2 separate regions of the Macaca mulatta genome follow, and region 2 is linked to region 1. Evidence: chromatin contacts called from public Hi-C data. All regions are on one chromosome and are shown on one strand. Each heading gives the region's core, a stretch centred on a gene start, on an enhancer-like site or on the middle of the called end of the contact. The rest is flanking DNA. Distances are from core to core; before and after follow the strand shown. Region 1 overlaps NET1 (neuroepithelial cell transforming 1). Region 2 has its middle 40 kb from the start of ASB13.

The links. A called contact is a pair of places that touch in the nucleus more often than the background predicts.
Region 2: a Hi-C map of fibroblasts shows a contact between it and region 1, with 3 times the contacts expected there. The contact joins two enhancer-like sites. A contact is called at or near these places in 8 of 14 Hi-C or Micro-C datasets (CD4 T cells, blood, cortical neurons and 4 more).

What each region holds. Positions count from the first base shown.
Region 1 is chr9:7,014,043-7,017,450 of T2T-MMU8v2.0, reverse strand. The region is part of intron 3 of NET1 (neuroepithelial cell transforming 1); the gene reads right to left. Among named protein-coding and RNA genes, the nearest start is that of NET1, 35 kb to the right of the region's middle. Within about 2 kb of position 1,785, at least 2 of the 40 cell types and tissues checked have an H3K27ac peak or open chromatin away from gene starts, as enhancers often do.
Region 2 is chr9:7,186,597-7,190,004 of T2T-MMU8v2.0, reverse strand. No RefSeq gene overlaps it. Among named protein-coding and RNA genes, the nearest start is that of ASB13, 40 kb to the left of the region's middle. Within about 2 kb of position 1,849, at least 3 of the 40 cell types and tissues checked have an H3K27ac peak or open chromatin away from gene starts, as enhancers often do.

The DNA of each region.
Region 1 (3,408 bases), core at 536-3,035:
AATGTATGTTTAGGGGCAATGATTTCATACAAACTTGGACAAAGTAAAGCCCTCTCACAAAACAATTTTTATACATTATAAAATACAGAAACATGAAAATAAGAGTTGTTCTTCATTGTCAAAACAATAAGAACGCTATTGAGTAGCAGTAACTTTTCAAAAAATAATAAGTGCATAAGAAAGGCCAAATATTTCCATTGGGGAAAAATTAAAATTCAAACAAGGAAATTACATCCTAAAATCCAATAGAACTTTTTAGTTTAATGTGGAGAATAACTTTTTTTTTTAAAAAGTCTTATTGTTATGAAAATTTTCGAACATACATGAAAGTGGAGAATGGCATAATGGATCCCATGTGTCTATCAAGCGCCCTCCACAGTGTCTGGTATAACAATTTGTTTCATTTTTGTCCCTACTTAAATATTTTAAAGCAAATCTCAGACATTATACCATTTCATTCTTAACCACTTAACCACTTTCGTTAGAAAATATGACCTTTCAATAAACATGTCTGACACCGGAATGGGCTGAAAAAGAGTGAAGCCAAGGCAGGGAGGAGTTAAAAGAGCACCCAGGCTCTGAAATCTGACTGGGCACAAATCCCGGCTCTACCACTTGCTAGGGCATACTCGGCATCAGTTTTCTCATCTGTAAAATGGGGCTAATACCAGCACTTCTCTTATGAAGTTGTTGTGAAGATTAAATGAATAAAAGGGCTTGAAACAGTGCGGCACATATTAAGTTTGAGCCATTACTAACATATTTTAGGAATATTTCCATTTACTACATAAACACTGAGATTCGTAAATAATTAGATCCACTTACTACATAAACACTGGGATTCATAAATAATTAGATCCTCTCTCAGTAATTTATTAACTTAAAGGAAAGGTATACACAAATTGAGAAGAAATAGTTATGATTCTACATGTTATTGCTTTTAAATAATAATATAGCAAACACATCACTTATTCAAAGATTTTGAAACTTAATAAAAATTGCATTATTCTGATTTTATCGCTAGAAAAATGGAGGCATACCAGTAGGTAACTCACACGGTTACTGAAATGAAGAATGCCAGATCATAAAACTAGCAGGTCTATTCTTTATAATGTCTATGGAGCACAACTATTTGTATTTTGTGCCTCTGACAATTGTGGCATACTTGACAAAATAATTTTGATGAGAATCCAGGAGGATATATAATTTTAAATTATATTAAAATTATCACTGAAAAGTAAGACATCATTTAAAAATAACAGAAGAAGCAACTTTTTCTAAAAATTCTTTGACATGACTAAAGTAATATAAAAAGGAAGGGGTATAGAAAATGAGTAAAAATAATGCCTTTAAACAACTGAAGACTATATTGACCATTTTTGGTTTGGGTAAAAAAAATTTTTTTTTAAAATTAATAATTTAAGAATAAACTGACAGGAAAAGTTAACATTATTTGGAAAGAAATGTAAAAAATTTGAATATCCAAAGAAAGAATTAGACTCATTAAAGCTCCTAAATGTATCAGAAAGGAATGTGAACTACCAAGGAAACTTGGTAATCAAAGAGAATTTAGAAATTTGAAGGCTTTAAGAGGCAGAGTTGTAGATCAACCCCTCATACCAAATAATCAACTCCAAAGTAAAACTTTGAATATAAATGAACTGCAAAAGAAACCTTCGCGATATGTAATAAGATGGCACACGCCGTGCTTCTGAGGACATGTGTGGATGCCTCCCCCACGTACATCTGTGCTGACTGACTGACACACGCGTGTGCAGGGGCCAGCACAGGCATTCCTTTCCATTTAGTAAAGACAGCACAAAGAGTCTCCTGTTGGACTGAAGATAGAATTACCTCACAGAGTCAGAAATGCCGACATTTCACTGGAACAAAGCAGTTGTCAGAAAGTTCTGTTCTGCTTTTTGGGAACAGAGGTTAACTCCTCTTCCTTGTTTCATGCATAACAAATTTGACTTCCCAGAAAATATTTAATTTCAACTTAAAAGTCTTTGCAAAGGTGCTTTTCCCAATGAATATGAATGGAAAATTTAGTTAGCAGGAAATACATTTTTGATATCTATTTTACCACATAAAATCAAATTAACGATAAAAATTTCTTATCTTTATAGGATCAGTTACTGTACAACTACTAACTTCCTGGTAACTCAAAATTATGTGATATTTTAAAACTACAGAATTTAGATTTAGATAAGTGAATGTAAATATATCTAAAGCATACTTCTGAACTGAACATGGGTTTTGTTGATGTGGTCTCTTTAGGGTGGCAGCATACACCAAATACCAAGTGGTACTTGGTGGTTACATATGTTCCACAGTCCTTTAAAAATCCAACTATAATCTCAGTTCTCCACAAAGGAAATGCTACTCTTCAGAGTTTATCAAATCTAAGATGTCTTGGGAAGTATGATGCTTACTCAGGAAATACAGGATGGGAGAGGGAGAGAAAGGAGGAGGGCACTTTGCAAATACTTTTGGGGACTGAATGGTGGTAACTTTCCTGCCTCACTCAAAGGACATATGTGAAGAATGTTTGGCAAATACAAAACAAACTTTTAGTATACATATTTTAAAAGTATGAGCAATTTTAATGACTAAAATAACAAAAAGTGTGACTATGAAATGTAAAGGTGTAATGCTGCTACTAATTTCAGGATACATATACAATTTGAAAACAGACTCATACATGCAACTTCCGTAGAAAGGTGACATGGATTAGGCATTCACAGGCCACCTACAAGATTGGGACAAAAATCTGTGTCTCTCAGAATACAGGTTAGGAACTGGCCCATGTGAGCCGAAACCAAAAGTAGTTTTCTTTAGAGGTCCACATGAACTATCTTAATAATCTTGGTATGACTATTAAAACCTAAATATTTGCAGTCACAAAACAGATTCCTAATACAGTATTTAGATAGGTCAGATGCAGCATCTGGAGGCGATGAAGGGTGAGTGGAATAGGCGCATACTGTCTCACCACCACCAAATGGAAGGCACCCATAGTTCCGCTGCTAGTATTGTTTATTTTTACCTTGGAGTCCTGGAAACATGTTACGGCAAATTCAAGAAGCTTAAAGAACAGATATGGATACTGGAACCATACTTTCCTCAAAAATAAATAAATAAATAAATACATAAAATTTTAAAAAAATCCAAAAATTCATAGGAATAAACAAAGAGTGCCAACAAGCTTTACATGCTCAATGATTTTTCTGTTGCAGGGAACCTTTCACCAGGGCTAAAGTTCACTTGGAGGGAAAAAAAAGTCCAACACCCTCTAACATAAGTTTATGTTGTTAATTTAGGTTAATTTTTAATTAGACTATCTAGGTTAGCTAGGCAGTCACATGCATTATTATAAGCAATCTGCCCACAGATCAGGGTATTAAC
Region 2 (3,408 bases), core at 600-3,099, 170 kb before region 1:
GCCATCGTGTGGTCTATTTAAATTGTGTGTTACTTGGCTATGGCTGCCATAACAAAAGATCACAGATTGGGAGCCTTACATAATAGAAATAAATTATCCCCAAGCTCTAGAGACTGGAACTCCAAGATCAAACTGTCAGCAATTTGGTTTCCCCTGAGGCCTCTTTCCTTGATGTGCAAACCACCTTCCTTCGCATGGTGTCTTCACGTGGTCTCTCCTCCGTGTGTGCACATCCTTGGTGTCTCTTCCTTTTCTTATAAGGAACCAGACCTATTTGGTTTAGGGCCTCACTCTTATGACCTCATGTAACCTTAATTACACCCTCAAAGGCCCCATCTCCAAATACAGTCACATTGAGGGGTAGGGCTTCAACATATGAATTTGGGTGAGGGACACAATTTAGTCCATACCATATGGCTACTTGGTATATTTCTTTTATACTATAAGCTTCTAAGGACCAGGGACCATGTTTTATTCACCTTCCACAGTGTCTGACACAGAGACAATCCCCATATACTGGTTGAATTAGTGGGCTGCAGAATGAAGCCAGAGTTACAGGGCTGCTGCCTCCAGCTGCCCAGGCTGTGCACTGCAGAACTCCACCTAGAGGACGCCGTGAATATTGCTGCTTGGGGTTATGTAGGGCTACGTCAGACTGGTTGGCCATGATTCTTACTCTGGTGGAGGGAATTTGGGATGTGTCTTTTTAATTTTCTAAAAGTTGCCATGTTCTGCTTCCACAGCTGTGTAAACTCTGAGTGCCTCAAGTGTAAATAGTGTTATATCAATTAGTCTGTAACAGAAACCTCATGTTAAACACAAGAAACCTCATGTCAAATACAAGAGGAATTTTTTTTTTTTTTTTTAACATAATAAGTCTGGAGATAGGCAATTGCTGCCTGTGGTTTAGAGCAGAGGTTTATAATTTTATTTTCTGATAGCCAATATTTTTAGCATTGTGGGTCAAGTAGTCTCAGTTACAACCACTCCCCTTTGTCATGGACAGGGCAAAATTAGCTCCAGAAAAATAAATGAGCATGACTGTGTTCCAATAAAACTTTATTTACAAAAACAAGTAGTGGGCCAAATTTGACTCATGGGCCATAGTTTGCCAACCTTCATCTATACCACAGCCAAAGCTTTTGCATTTTTTTGACCTTTTGACCTCGGGACCCTCATGGTCCCAAGATGGCTGCTACAGCTCCAGTCATCATGCCTATCTTCCAGGCAGGAAGAAGATGGAAAGAGCTTGGCAAAAGGAGTGTCTGCCAGCCAAACAAGCCTTTTGTATTTTTTTTTTTTTTGGTGTGTTTATTTGTTTTACTTTGGGCACAGTGCCATCCCAAGCAATATAAGGTTTCTCTTATTGAGAAAAAACAGAAGAATAGATAGTAAGTAGCACCACTCAGCCCCTAGCACCAGCACCTTAAAAAAAAAATCCTCCAACTCCTAGAGTAGTGCTGTGCTGAGCACACTGCAGGAAATCCATGAATAACGGCTTCTCGTTTCCTCTCATACTTGTTTCTGGTCACCTCTGGTCTCTTCACTTCATTATTAAATCCTTAGGGGGGACTACAACCTTTATAGTCTAACTTTGTAAAAAGATGACTCAAATTTTCCGATTCTTGTTTAAAAAAAACACCACACACACCTCAATAACTCCTTTCACGCTGTATAGATTTCCAGGCAGGGAACAAAAGACAGAAAGAGGCGGGAAGGCAGGAAGGAGACGATTATGCATTGCTGGCTCAGCAGTAATTGTTGGCAGCCTTCGGAGAGTCCGGGAGGTGAGGGCTCAGGCGGCTTTGGGGCATGACTGATGGGGTATGATGAGAACCAGGAGGCATCTGTCCAGTGTGTTGGAGGATTTGGGAAAGCAGATTCTGTAGTGTGTCTCAAGCATCCATTCTGATGCTGCCTCCTCCAGGAGAATTTTATGAGAAGGCAGGGATTCTCTGCAAAGCTCAGGCTCTGCTCTGTTTTCCATGAGTCTTTCCAAATCCCAGAGCTCAGACCCTGATGAAACTCTTTCAATCTTGTGAGGCGTGGGGTGCGGCAGAAAGTCCCTAAGCTCCCAGACCCAGGGAGAGCCGTGTTCTCCGGGACCTACAGCGTAATAGTTTCTCTTTTCGCTCCCTCCCCGGCCATTCCTCCCCGCTTTCCAGAACGAGTCTATGGTGAGGACTGCATAGGACAGGAAGAAAGATGCCTGGAGTTACTGTAGAATCAAGGAGATCTGACACAGAAAAGTAGGAGACGACCCTGGACCCGTCCAGCCTCTTCCTTTGATTTAGGAGTGGCCCAGAGGATGGCCTGGGTCCCTGGTTTTCAAATCTCTTTGGGTTCTGACACCCGTCCTGGCCACAGCCCCTCCCTTTCCTACCCTTTCCTCACTGCATTCTCTTTCCAACCTTCCGTGTCTTTTTTTTTTTTTTTTTTTTTGATGCATTGCTGGGAATGCCTGCTACAGACTTAATTATGCCTCCTCCAAATTCATATTTTGCAGCCCTAACTTCCAATGTGATTATATTTGGAGGTAGGGCCTTTAAGGGGGTGAATACGGTTAAAGGAAATCATAAAGGTGGGACCGTTCTTTTCAAAAAACCTGGTGTTCTTACTTAAAAAGGAAAAAGGCACCAGAGATTGATCTCTGTCTCAGACAGAAAAAGCTACTGGAGGACACAGTGAGAAGGTGGCTGTCTGCACGCCAGGACAACAGCCCTCACCAGAACCCAATCACACCAGCACTTTGATCTCTTGGACTTACAGCCTCCAGGACCATGAGAAAATAAATGTCTGCTGTTTAAGCCTCCCAGACTGTGGGGCTCCGTTGTGGCAGCCGGTAAGACAGTACCCATCCCCACCGCAGTCCTGGAAGGCACAGGTCAGTGTGTGGGTTCTGGATATTTGTGGCTTTAGCAACTGGAATTTTTATTTATTTGTTTATTTATTTATTTATTTATTTGAAATAGGGTCTGACTCTGTCACCCAGGCTGGAGTTCAGTGGTGCAATCACAGTTCATAGCAGCCTTGAACTCCTGAGTCCAAGTGATCCTCCTGCCTCAGCATCATGAATAGCTGGGACCACAGGTGTGCACCACCATGCCTGGCTATTTTTAAAAATGTTTTGTAGAGATGGGGTCTCGCCATGGTTTCCAGGCTGGTCTTGATCTCCTGGGCTCAAGAAATCCTTTCACCTTGGCCTCCCAAGATTGCTGCGATTATAGGCGTGAGCCGCTACGTTCAGCGCAACTGGAATTTTTAGATGCCAGTGTAGTCTCCACACTTTCTCCAGACATCCACACTAATGTGGTGAGGTGTACTGCTGGCTCAAACAACAATAACAGTAACAACACAACACCACAATGCCAACGTGCTCCCTGCCTATCCTCCTTCTCACTGTGAAAC